3 separate regions of the Sus scrofa genome follow, and regions 1 and 3 are each linked to region 2. A link is a contact called in public HiChIP or PLAC-seq data. All regions are on one chromosome and are shown on one strand. Each heading gives the region's core, a stretch centred on a gene start, on an enhancer-like site or on the middle of the called end of the contact. The rest is flanking DNA. Distances are from core to core; before and after follow the strand shown. Region 1 overlaps ATF7 (cyclic AMP-dependent transcription factor ATF-7). Region 2 holds the start of ATP5G2 (ATP synthase F(0) complex subunit C2, mitochondrial). Region 3 overlaps ATF7 (cyclic AMP-dependent transcription factor ATF-7).

Region 1 (3,211 bases), core at 266-2,765, 130 kb after region 2:
AGATCCCATTGTACCACAGTGACCTCCAAGGCTTTTTTGGGGGTGGGGGAGGCATGCCCATAGCATGTAGAAATTCCTGGGCCAGGGATCAAACCTGCTCCACAGTAGCAACCTCAGTCACAGTAGTGACAATGCCAGATCCTTAATGTGCTGCACCACAGAAGACCTCCGGGGCTATTTATGCTTGGGTTTTCAGGCTTTCCATAACCTAGCCCCATGGTATCTACTCAACTATATTAGTGTTATTTCCTCAACTAAAAAACATTCTCTTAATTCTCTATGGCAAGAATCATGTCTTATATTTGGCTAAAACTCCTATGCTTCTCTTTCCCCCTCCGCCAAAGATGAACACAGGTGTATGCATATATAGCAGCAAAACACAGAAAGTATTCAGTAAACACCTGTTGATTTTTTTTTTTTTTTTTTTTTTTTGGAATCATCAGAGCAGGCTAAGAGTTTTCTTATACACTTTTCTGGCTGTTTGGTTGTTCGTTCAGGAATGGGAGAAGTTTGTATGAGCCTCAGATCAGAGATTCAAACGGCCCTCTTCTGCCATAGCCATGCCCTTAGCTGCCCTGTCCTGTTCCACTTGAGTTGTGATTTTTTTCTGTGCCCTTAGTGAAGTACTCTCTAAACATAAGGGAATATTACCTCCACTCACCCAGGGATGGAGGGAAAGTGGCTTTATCGTTGGCCAACGAAAGCTGCCAGAGAACCTTTTAAAACTATTTTGGGAGGTAGTGGTAATTTTTCCAAACACTCTGGTTCAGAAGAGGTTTTGTTTAAAAAAAAGAAAAAATTATGTTGTTTCCATGGAAAATCCCACTGGACTGTTCCAAATTGATCACACTAGAAGGAGCAATTTTAACCCCAGATCTCACTCCTGAAAATACCATTTAAACATTGTTCTATTCCAATCATTCAGTTTAGTGCTTTGGAGTATGAGATGAATCCCTGAAGTGATTACCATGTCAAGGAAAAGCGTCATAATAGAGTTAGGACCAGGGAACAAGAGTCAATTGACCTAAGGGAGAAAAACTAGAAAAACAGGATAGAAAGAAGATCAAATCCAAAATTCAAGTTGTTTTAAAAGTTCCCATGGGTTACGAGGAGCCTTTCTCTTCCCAAGTGCTGAGGAGAGATTTGTGCGGAGACCCCAAGAGGATATTTTGGCTGGCAAATCTAAATCTAAATATCCTGGTTTCCGGAATTTGCCCTGAGCCCAGGTCTCTGTGAAATGAGCTCTATTGTTTGCAGTTTCCTTTGCTAGCTCATGATCTCGCTGTCTTGTTCCCCAGCCCCTGGATTTGTCTAGAATGCCTTTAGAAGGTTACCTCAGTGACCACTGAAAGACAGGGCACCCTTTCTTACTTGGTAGCTTTAGCGAGCAGACTCAGCTATCTGATCCTCAGTTTCTTCTCATCAGATTTTAACATCCCTCTTCTTATACCTGCTCACTTCAGACCTAGCAGTGGGTGAGTGTAAAAAGAAAATGTCATTTAACTCGACTTGATTTTCCAGCCTGAAAGTTGTACAGAGTCCACCTGGGTAGGTGGTTTGGTTTTGTTTGAGGGTGAGGGAGCTGAAACCGGCTTCTGAGAAAAAGGCAGTTACACAGATGTGGCACAGCAAAACATTGTTCCGTCTTCCCTCTGCTCGCCTTGAGGCAGCACAGCACAGACACCCTCTGGTGGCCTAACAGCAGTCTTTACTTACTAGGGCTCCATAAAAGCAAATTTGCTCTAACACAGAGATTCTCTCCAAATAGAAGAATAAAAATGTGTTCCCTATATACTCTCAAATTTTAATTTCAGGTCAAAACTAAAATAGAGGTTCCTTTTCTTTCCATGTCTACAGATCAAACTCCTACTCCGACTAGATTCCTGAAGAACTGTGAAGAGGTGGGACTCTTCAATGAACTAGCTAGCTCCTTTGAACATGAATTCAAGAAAGCTGCAGATGAGGATGAAAAAAAGGCAAGAGATGGGACTTTAGCTGAAAAACTGGTGATGTTCAGATCTGGGCAACTTTCATTGTGCTCTGGGATAATTTGTTTAATTGATTAAAGCACAAATTATGGGCTTTGTTCTGTAGAACCAGATAGTACTTACTAATCCGAGTCAGCCACATCAGGCTTTACAGGGTCCAGATGATGGATCAGCACAAGTGTTGGATCTTTATCAGAAATCAGCCTTCTTGGAAGTTCCCTGTGGTACAGGGGGGTTAAGGATCTGGCATTGTCACTGCAGCAGCTCTGGTCACTGCTATGGCAAAGTATTTTGGTTTTTGGGTTTTGTTTGTCTGGTCTTTTTTTTTTTTTTTTTTTTTTTTTTTTTTTTTTATGGCCACACTGATGGCACGTGGAAGTTCCCAGGCTAGGGGTCAAATTGGAGCTGCAGCGGAGGCCTATACTATAGGCACAGCAATATCAGATCTGAGCCGCCTCTGCAACCTCGCTGCAGCTTGCAGCAATGACAGATCCTTAACCCACTAAGTGAGGCCAGTGATTGAACCTGCATCCTCAAAGACACTTTGCGAGTTCTTAACCCTCTGAGCCACAATGGAAACACTTGTGTTGAGGGTTTGATCCCTGGCCCAGGAACTTCTACATGCCTCAGGTGTAGCAAAAAAAAAAAAAAAATTCAGTCTCGTAGCCCTACCCGTGTAGCATTATTCAGCAGTCTGTTTTTTAAATTATTTTTGTTCTGATTATGATGAAGATGTTAAAGAAAGATTATAAATTACACAGATTTTGTTAGATAACTTTTTTTTTTTTTTTTTTTTTGCCAAACCCCACTCTTTTCTGAGCTAACCAGACTTTTCACCTGAACTGTTTTTTTGTTTGTTTGTTTGTTTTTTAATAGGGCCACACCTGCAGCATATGGACATTCCCAGGCTAGGGGTCAAATAGCAATGCCAGATCCAAGCCGAGTCTGTGACCTACACCACAGCTCATGGCAACGCTGGATTCCCTACCCACTGAGAGAGGCCAGGATTTGAATTCACATCCTCATGGATGCTAGTCAGGTTTGTTTCCACTGCAACCACAACGGAACTCCCTGAATTGTTTTGTTCAGGCAGCCAATCAATAAACATTTATTGAATTTTGGCTCTTCTTTGTTTCAGTGTACATGGCTCTTAACTTTCAAGTTGCTCTCTAGTAATATTCAAGACTAGACTTAAAGAAGGATGTCCTTAAAGCTTTTTACAG
Region 2 (3,517 bases), core at 359-2,858:
TCCACACCCTTTCCTTCCTGGAGCCGTTTTCCATTAGTGAAGTAAAGAACAGACCCTTGCCCAAGCTCTTGGTTAAGAAGAGACCCTTAGATAATGTCCTCTTGGATCATCATATTCTGCTATCTTTAAATTCTCCCCTCCGCACAGACCTCAACTACATTTTGCAGTCTCACCCCTATCGATTTAACCTCTGGCTTCAGACCTGATAACAATAGCCCCCAGGATTCTTAGCCCTCCCCACAGATCTCCACCCACTAACCTGTTAAATAACTTATGTGTGATTTATGTAGGTGAAAAAATTCAGTAAGTGATAGTTGAGTCTCTCAGGAGATACCATTGCAAGGAGCTTGCAATAAAGTCTCTAGGGAGCAGAGCAGAACTGAGTTGCAATCCTCCCAAATATATTACTACTACTACTAACACCAAAATAACCATTATTATTACTATTACTAGCACTTATTTAAGCTCTTACTGAGTTCCAAGCACCTTGCTAAAAGTTTCACTTTTTTTTTTTTTGCCTTTTAGGGCAGCACGTGCAGCATAAGGAAGTTACCAGACTAGGGGTCAAATGGGAGTGCAGCTGCTGGCCACAGCCACAGCCACAGCCATGCATGATCCCAGCCAGTCTGCCACCTACACCGAAGCTCACTGCAATGCGGGATCCTGAACCTACTAAGCGAGGCCAGGGATCGAACCCACAGCCTCTTGGATACAAGTCAGGTTCTTTACTGCTGAGCCACAATGGGTACTCCCAGGCTTCACATATATTATTCTACTATTTGCTGCCCAGTAAGCACTATTATTATTCCCAGTTACATAAAGGAAAATCGATATAGTGGGGTTAAACCCATTGCCTGAGGTCACACAGATTTGGGAACCCAAATGTGTGGATCTAGAGCCCAGCATTGAATGGGGGTAATAGAGAATTCAACATTGCAGACTATGACAACTTATCCAAGGAGCCAGCTTTAGCTCCCTCAAGGGTGCCTTCTCCAATCCAACTTTGGGATAGTTAGAGATATCCGAGAAGGATCTACATTGTCTCAACAAACAGCTGCACCAACCGGTTAGTCGTGGAGTCTCAAGAACTGTAGACTTTTTGTCTCCGAGGTTGCGTGGCGCGGTGGGGGTGTCTGGGGACTTCAGAGGATATCCTTGCCTACCTGTCTTTCTTTTCTCCTCTAAGCATCTTACACTGTAGCCTGGCACCTCTTGGTACTTGGTAAATACCTGTTGCTATTTTCGTAAGGATCCCAGCTCCATTCCTCACCTCCCCCCGCCTCCATCCCCACCCCAAGTGAACACCTAGAACTGAAGGGCGATCTGGGCATTTCGGGGGAACCTGTGAGAATCCTCATCGAGCTGGGATCGTGGATTTGGGAAAGGCGGGAAATCGCCCACCCTCCTCTCCTCGCCCGCTTCTCCGATTTCTCTCCACTCCTTCCCCTCCCTTTCAGGAGCTCAGGGCCATAAAAATGCAGATGGAGGATCGGTGTGAAATAACGGGCCCATATAAATCCCTCTGCCGCCCGCCTGCAAGATGGATTGGCCGCATTGAAATTCCTCCGCGAGGATAATTAAACTCGGGGCCTCATCCGGGCAAAATTACATTCCTGTAATGGCGTCGCTCGGGGTCCCGGGAAATTGCTCCGTGGGCTTTCAGCGGCGGTTTTTATCGCCGGCCGGGGTGTGCCTGGCTGCGGCTCGCCTCTCCTCCGGGACCGTAAAGCTGCTGCCGTGATTTATCCTCCCCTTCTCCCAAATCCGATTAAATGGAGGAGCTCGGGGCCGGGGCGCCGCGGGGCCCGGGAGCCGGGAGGGGGCGGCGGGAAGGACGGGGCCAAGGAGGGGAGGACAAACGGCCCCTCAGAGGGTGGCGGATTTGGCTTTATTTACAGCCGCGGCTTTCTTTTTATTTTTTATTTTTTATGGGGGTTTGGTGAGCTTTCCCCGTCTTTCTCGTGCTGCGTTCAAGCACGATGTCTGGACGGCCGGGGTTGGGCATGGGGGGAAATGGGTAGGCCTTGCTGATCTCCCCCCAAAGGGGCCGGTCAGACCCTGTCGGGGAGACAGGAAAACCCAGAAGAGGTGAGGGCCGGGAAGCCCATACTTCCTACCATCGGGGAAAGGACAAGCGAAAGGGCACGAGGGAGAAGCCGAAAGGCTTTCTTGAGAGCACCTCCTGGGGGCACTGCTTATCTCATCTCGCGTAGATGAAGCCTGGGCAGAGGCACAGCCATGCCTGGGGTGACCCTTGCAATCTCACTGCAGGTCACTGGTGCCCGTTACTCTTTGACTGTTGCAGGACTCAGGAAAGAAGGTTTAAGATCAGGGCGCTTGAGTCCTAATCACCTTTAGCCCCTATTTTCTGGTTCGCAGATGCTGGCTTTCTAATAGCTGATCACTGAAAAAAGAAAGAGGGAAATAAAGGCGAAGCCACTAGAAGCAGCTGGAACATTTTGTGGACTCCTTGCCCCTTGAACGGGTTTTCCATCCATAAAGCCAGGGTCCCAACGACCGAAGGCAGGAATCCTGTGACTTTATTTTCTTCCTGCCACATTTTAGACACTGAACCTCGGTCTCCATTGTGTGCTATTTAATACTGACATTCTGGGTAGGTTTTTTTTGGGGGGGTTGGTTTTTTGCAATGTAACTGCGCATGCTCAGAAAGGGGAAGCCAGTCCAAGATCCCTAACGCCGTGCAGAACAAACCGCAGGCCACGTTGCGGATCCGCTTACAGCTGCCCTCATTTCTGCACTCGCTGGTCTCCGCATGCAGTTTCTCCTTTCAAACGCCAGGTGGAGTGGTTGGCCGGATGCCTCAACAGAGCTGGCAGGCGGCGCTGTGGCACCTGGGCCGACCCTCAACGTTGCTATCACTCTATCCTTGGTGGAGCGACTCGTTAGTCCAGGCCGCACATGCGCCGAGGCTTCCTTTCGCTATCCCCGCCCCCTCCCCGCCCCTCTCTGTCTTCTCTGCCCTGGGAGCAGGTAAGGCCTTGGGCCCTCGTTCCCGCGTTGCGCCGCGCACGCGCGTGGGCTTCCCCCCCTTGCGCGGATGCTCTGAGGCCCTTACCCTTGCATGCTCCCGCCCCGGCCCTCATGCCCTCCCTTGCCGCCGGTATCCCCGCGCCTTGGGACGGCCCCTTCCGCGTGCCGGTGACCTCCAACCGCGCGGGCCTGGCGCCATCTTGGACGTCTCGTGGCTGGGGCGGGGGGAGGGCGCCTCTTCGGAGCTGGCGAAAGTCGGAGCCGCAGTGCGCCTTTCACCTGACCGGGCTCATCTTTTCAAACCCTCTTTTCTTTCCCTCGTGCCCTTTCAGAGCTGTCACAACGCCCGGACTCTCCTTATCTTTGCTTTTTTTCTTATCCTCAATCGTGCCTTCCTAATCCTGTAACCTCCAGATTTTGGTCCCCTGAACTCAGGTGCCGAGCAATGGAAATAGTGGCTCGGCTAGAGCCACCAGTCCTTTTAGTCAACACCCCTCAATTTAAAACGTAAGCTGTGGAAACGGTA
Region 3 (3,288 bases), core at 432-2,931, 67 kb after region 2:
AGGTGGGGCCCTAAAAAGAAAAAAGACAAAAAAATAAAAAAAGGAAAGAAAGGAATACATAGGAAAAGCAGGTCTTCTACCTGGCTCTCTGAGGTAGAAATGTATAAATAGGGTTTTTTGAGGCTGTCTTATCAGAAAACAGTAGTTTTCACTGAAATTTGTGAGATCCCAGAAGGATTTTGTGTTTGTTTCTTTTAGATATGAAAACAGGGACTTTCTACTTTGGTTCCTTCATATTTTGTCCGGTTCTGTTTAACATAAACCTTTCCTACCCCTGCTTCTCCCTCCCATTTCTGAATTGTTTATTGGTATTTGGCTCTTAAGATTCATTTTAACTTCTAGCCTGGGTCCCTAAGGCTTTTTCCCCTCAGGGAGATTGTTACCTTCTTTTGGATTCAAGGTATTTGTTTCATAGAAAAAAGAAAGGATGAGAAGCTACTTTAAGGCTTTGAGGTAGCATGCTTTATCCCTTTACCTCCTTTGTTTCTTTTGTTTGTTTTGTTGTTGTTGTTGTTTGACTTTTTTTGCTTTTTTTTTTTTTTGCTTTTTTAGGGCCACACCTGCGGCATATGGAGGTTCCCAGGCTAGGGGTATAATTGGAACTGTAGTCGCCAGCCTACACCAGAGCCACAGCAACTCAGGATCCGAGCTGCATCTGCGACCTACAGGACAGTTCATGGCAACGCCAGATCCTTAACCCACTGAGTGAGGCCAGGAATCGAACACGCAACCTCATGGTTCTTAGTTGGATTCATTTCTGCTGCACCATGACAGGAACTCCGACTTTTTTTCCTTTTTAAAAAATTTATTTTTCATACTCTTTTCCATTATGTTTTTAAAAAATTTCCACTTTTTAAAATTGCAGTACAGTCGATTTATAATATTGTGTTAATTTCTGCTGTATAGCAACATGTTTCAATTATATATTCTTTAAAGTTTTATTTTTTTAATGAAATTATGGTTGATTCCTTTACCTCCTTTGCATGTCAAAACTTTAGAGTCATGTGAGATCGTAGTTCTTTAGTTATGTGTAGTCTCCTTCCAATTTTCTCCCAATATCTAATAACAAATAACTCTAGAGTGGAATCTATGCAGGATTTTCTGTGATTGCTTTATGTTATAGGAAATAGTGAAAAATAGGGCAGAGAAGATATACTTGTAAAATAAAGTTCCTTTGACTTGTCATCCCAACTTCCTTATATCTCTTGAAAATTGTTTCATTCTGGAATCACCTTGAGGCCTTCAAGTCTATTTATAATCAACTATCATTGATTCAGATTCTTTACTGAAGAAATGGTAGACTAATAAAAAAGCTGTATAAATTCCGGGAGGGGTAATAAGGACCATGATAATTTTTGCAAGGCGTATTTAGAACGCACTGCCATAGAAGTCTCAAAAATCAGTGGCTTCTCCCAGTTAGAGGAAGAAGGAATGACAGCAAATTATAAATGAAGAGACTTATCCACACACACACACACACACGCACAAACAGCCAACAGGAACTGTAGGAATGTTGCATTATTTAAATATTCTCTGCCTAGACTCAGAAATCATCTTACGCCTTAATATTAAGGGAAGGTGAAAGGAAAATTCACCTAAAATAGACTAGTGGATTATGCTCTCCACCATATAATCAAAACCACAGGGCTTTCAATGGATACGTAAACATGTTTTGGTTGCTAGGTCTTTAATGGCTGTTATTTTTGGATTCTGTTCATGATCCACTTCCCAACAGTAAGTCTGATGTGACACAGCTGAGTTCTAAATATGCTACATGTACTTTTTAAAAAAAGATGGCTGCTGAAGGTTGTGTTCTTTGCATTATTATTTGAAAAGACAGGTGATGGGGGTTTTTTTGGTTTTGTTTTTTTTTTTTTTTGAGCTTTCTCATTCCTTTTCTCTTGTTGAGTCTCTGTTTCTCTTGAGGCCTCATCACTCTCATGAAGAGGAACTCGGAGAAAGAAATATCCTTGCTAATACTTCTGTATGGAATGTGGTAGCAGGAATAGTTACTAGAGCTGCCTCTAGAGAATGGGTTAGTGTTAAGGCAACAGAGCCCCAGATACCCTCTGGTAAAGGACTGGTTGAATTTGAGTTGTATGGATCTGAGAAGTGTTTGTAAGATAGGATCTATTTTAAAACATTATGACTATAAAATAGCTTTGCCTCTGTGTTATTAAAATAATAGAAATACAGTTTCGTGCTGAGTCTAGAAAGTCTTTAAGTTTTTAATACTTTTAAAGGCACTTTTACTTGAAGGTGGATTATGAACTTCTATTGCATGTGGAAGCAGGAAAAATTACTGTGTCTGTGTCAGTAATCTTGAATTTGAGATGTTATTTCATTTGGATACAATTAGATAACTTACCTATTAGATGCTTTTTGTTCAATTTTTATTACCAGGAATCAACAATTTCCATATTTCTCTACCTCCCTCTCAGTTACATGACACTGGTTTGCAATACAAATTATGCAGATTTAAGTCATCCTTCTGGTTACCATAACCAGTCTTTGAGCAGAAGCTGGTTGTGTAAGCTTATTACTTAGAATGTCTTATTTCCTTAAGAACAGGAACACATTTCCTCTGAGGAGATGCTATTAATGGATGGGTAGAATCATCCCATTTTTAGCCATTGAGAAAGGTTTCTATCATAACCACTCAGTATCAAGTCTGTTCTCTTAAGGAAAAATCCTTTGATTGTTTCTCTGTCCAGTGTGTCCCTGAGGGGCTGTTACTCTCCGCCCCCTGCCCCCAGGATATCTACTACCAGATCTTTTCTTCTCCCAGAGGACATGTAGATACAGGTTGAGGTTCTGTTCAGATCTTTCTGGGACATGAAACATGTAACTAGCTCATAGACCTCAGGGGCCTGCTTTCCCTTCCTAAGGCCAGGAGTAGCAGTCGAGCCCTAGTTGTGGTGGGACGGAGGGCAGCTTCTTTACTTCCTTATCTTGTCATATAATAGGAATAATGTTTATGGTGCTGTAGTCCTGGCTTCACTTGGCATTTAACCAACCTCCAATGCTGTTTATTGCTTTGTATCCTCTGCCTCCATGAACATTATCCCTTAAATCTCTATTGCTTTGTAATATATGAGGCAACAAATAGCTTCTATGATTGGTTAAATGCCGGCATGCTACAAAGGTGTATGTTTTATTGCCTATATAACACAGATCTGTAGAGATTATTCGTGTTATCCTAGCCCTCCCATTAAATGGGTCATACTGGTACAATGGGACTCTGGATTTTTAATTCTGTCCCTTTAGCAAGTTCCCATAGTAGCTGGC

The links. HiChIP or PLAC-seq counts read pairs in DNA pulled down with a chosen protein or histone mark.
Region 1: a contact with region 2 is called in an H3K27ac HiChIP or PLAC-seq map of skeletal muscle, with 11 times the contacts expected there. The contact joins the enhancer-like site here to the promoter of ATP5G2 in region 2. A contact is called at or near these places in 4 of 5 promoter capture datasets (fetal liver, fetal skeletal muscle and liver), 26 of 47 Hi-C or Micro-C datasets (adipocytes, adipose tissue, alveolar macrophages and 15 more) and 2 of 2 datasets of contacts at active chromatin or transcription factors (alveolar macrophages and skeletal muscle).
Region 3: a contact with region 2 is called in an H3K27ac HiChIP or PLAC-seq map of skeletal muscle. The contact joins the enhancer-like site here to the promoter of ATP5G2 in region 2. A contact is called at or near these places in 1 of 5 promoter capture datasets (liver), 6 of 47 Hi-C or Micro-C datasets (embryonic fibroblasts, epiblast stem cells, fetal heart ventricle and 2 more) and 2 of 2 datasets of contacts at active chromatin or transcription factors (alveolar macrophages and skeletal muscle).

The regions. Positions count from the first base shown.
Region 1 is chr5:18,752,010-18,755,220 of Sscrofa11.1, reverse strand. It overlaps ATF7 (cyclic AMP-dependent transcription factor ATF-7), which reads left to right. Exons shown (of 11, transcript XM_013987080.2): 3 at 1,858-1,976. Among named protein-coding and RNA genes, the nearest start is that of NPFF, 29 kb to the right of the region's middle. Within about 2 kb of position 1,515, at least 24 of the 83 cell types and tissues checked have an H3K27ac peak or open chromatin away from gene starts, as enhancers often do. A contact at or near this core is called in adipose tissue, alveolar macrophages, brain and 4 more, where this site is marked.
Region 2 is chr5:18,878,024-18,881,540 of Sscrofa11.1, reverse strand. ATP5G2 (ATP synthase F(0) complex subunit C2, mitochondrial) reads left to right here and starts at 1,608. Exons shown (of 5, transcript XM_021091719.1): 1 at 1,608-3,517.
Region 3 is chr5:18,811,329-18,814,616 of Sscrofa11.1, reverse strand. The region is part of intron 2 of ATF7 (cyclic AMP-dependent transcription factor ATF-7); the gene reads left to right. Among named protein-coding and RNA genes, the nearest start is that of ATF7, 26 kb to the left of the region's middle. Within about 2 kb of position 1,681, at least 7 of the 83 cell types and tissues checked have an H3K27ac peak or open chromatin away from gene starts, as enhancers often do. A contact at or near this core is called in skeletal muscle, where this site is marked.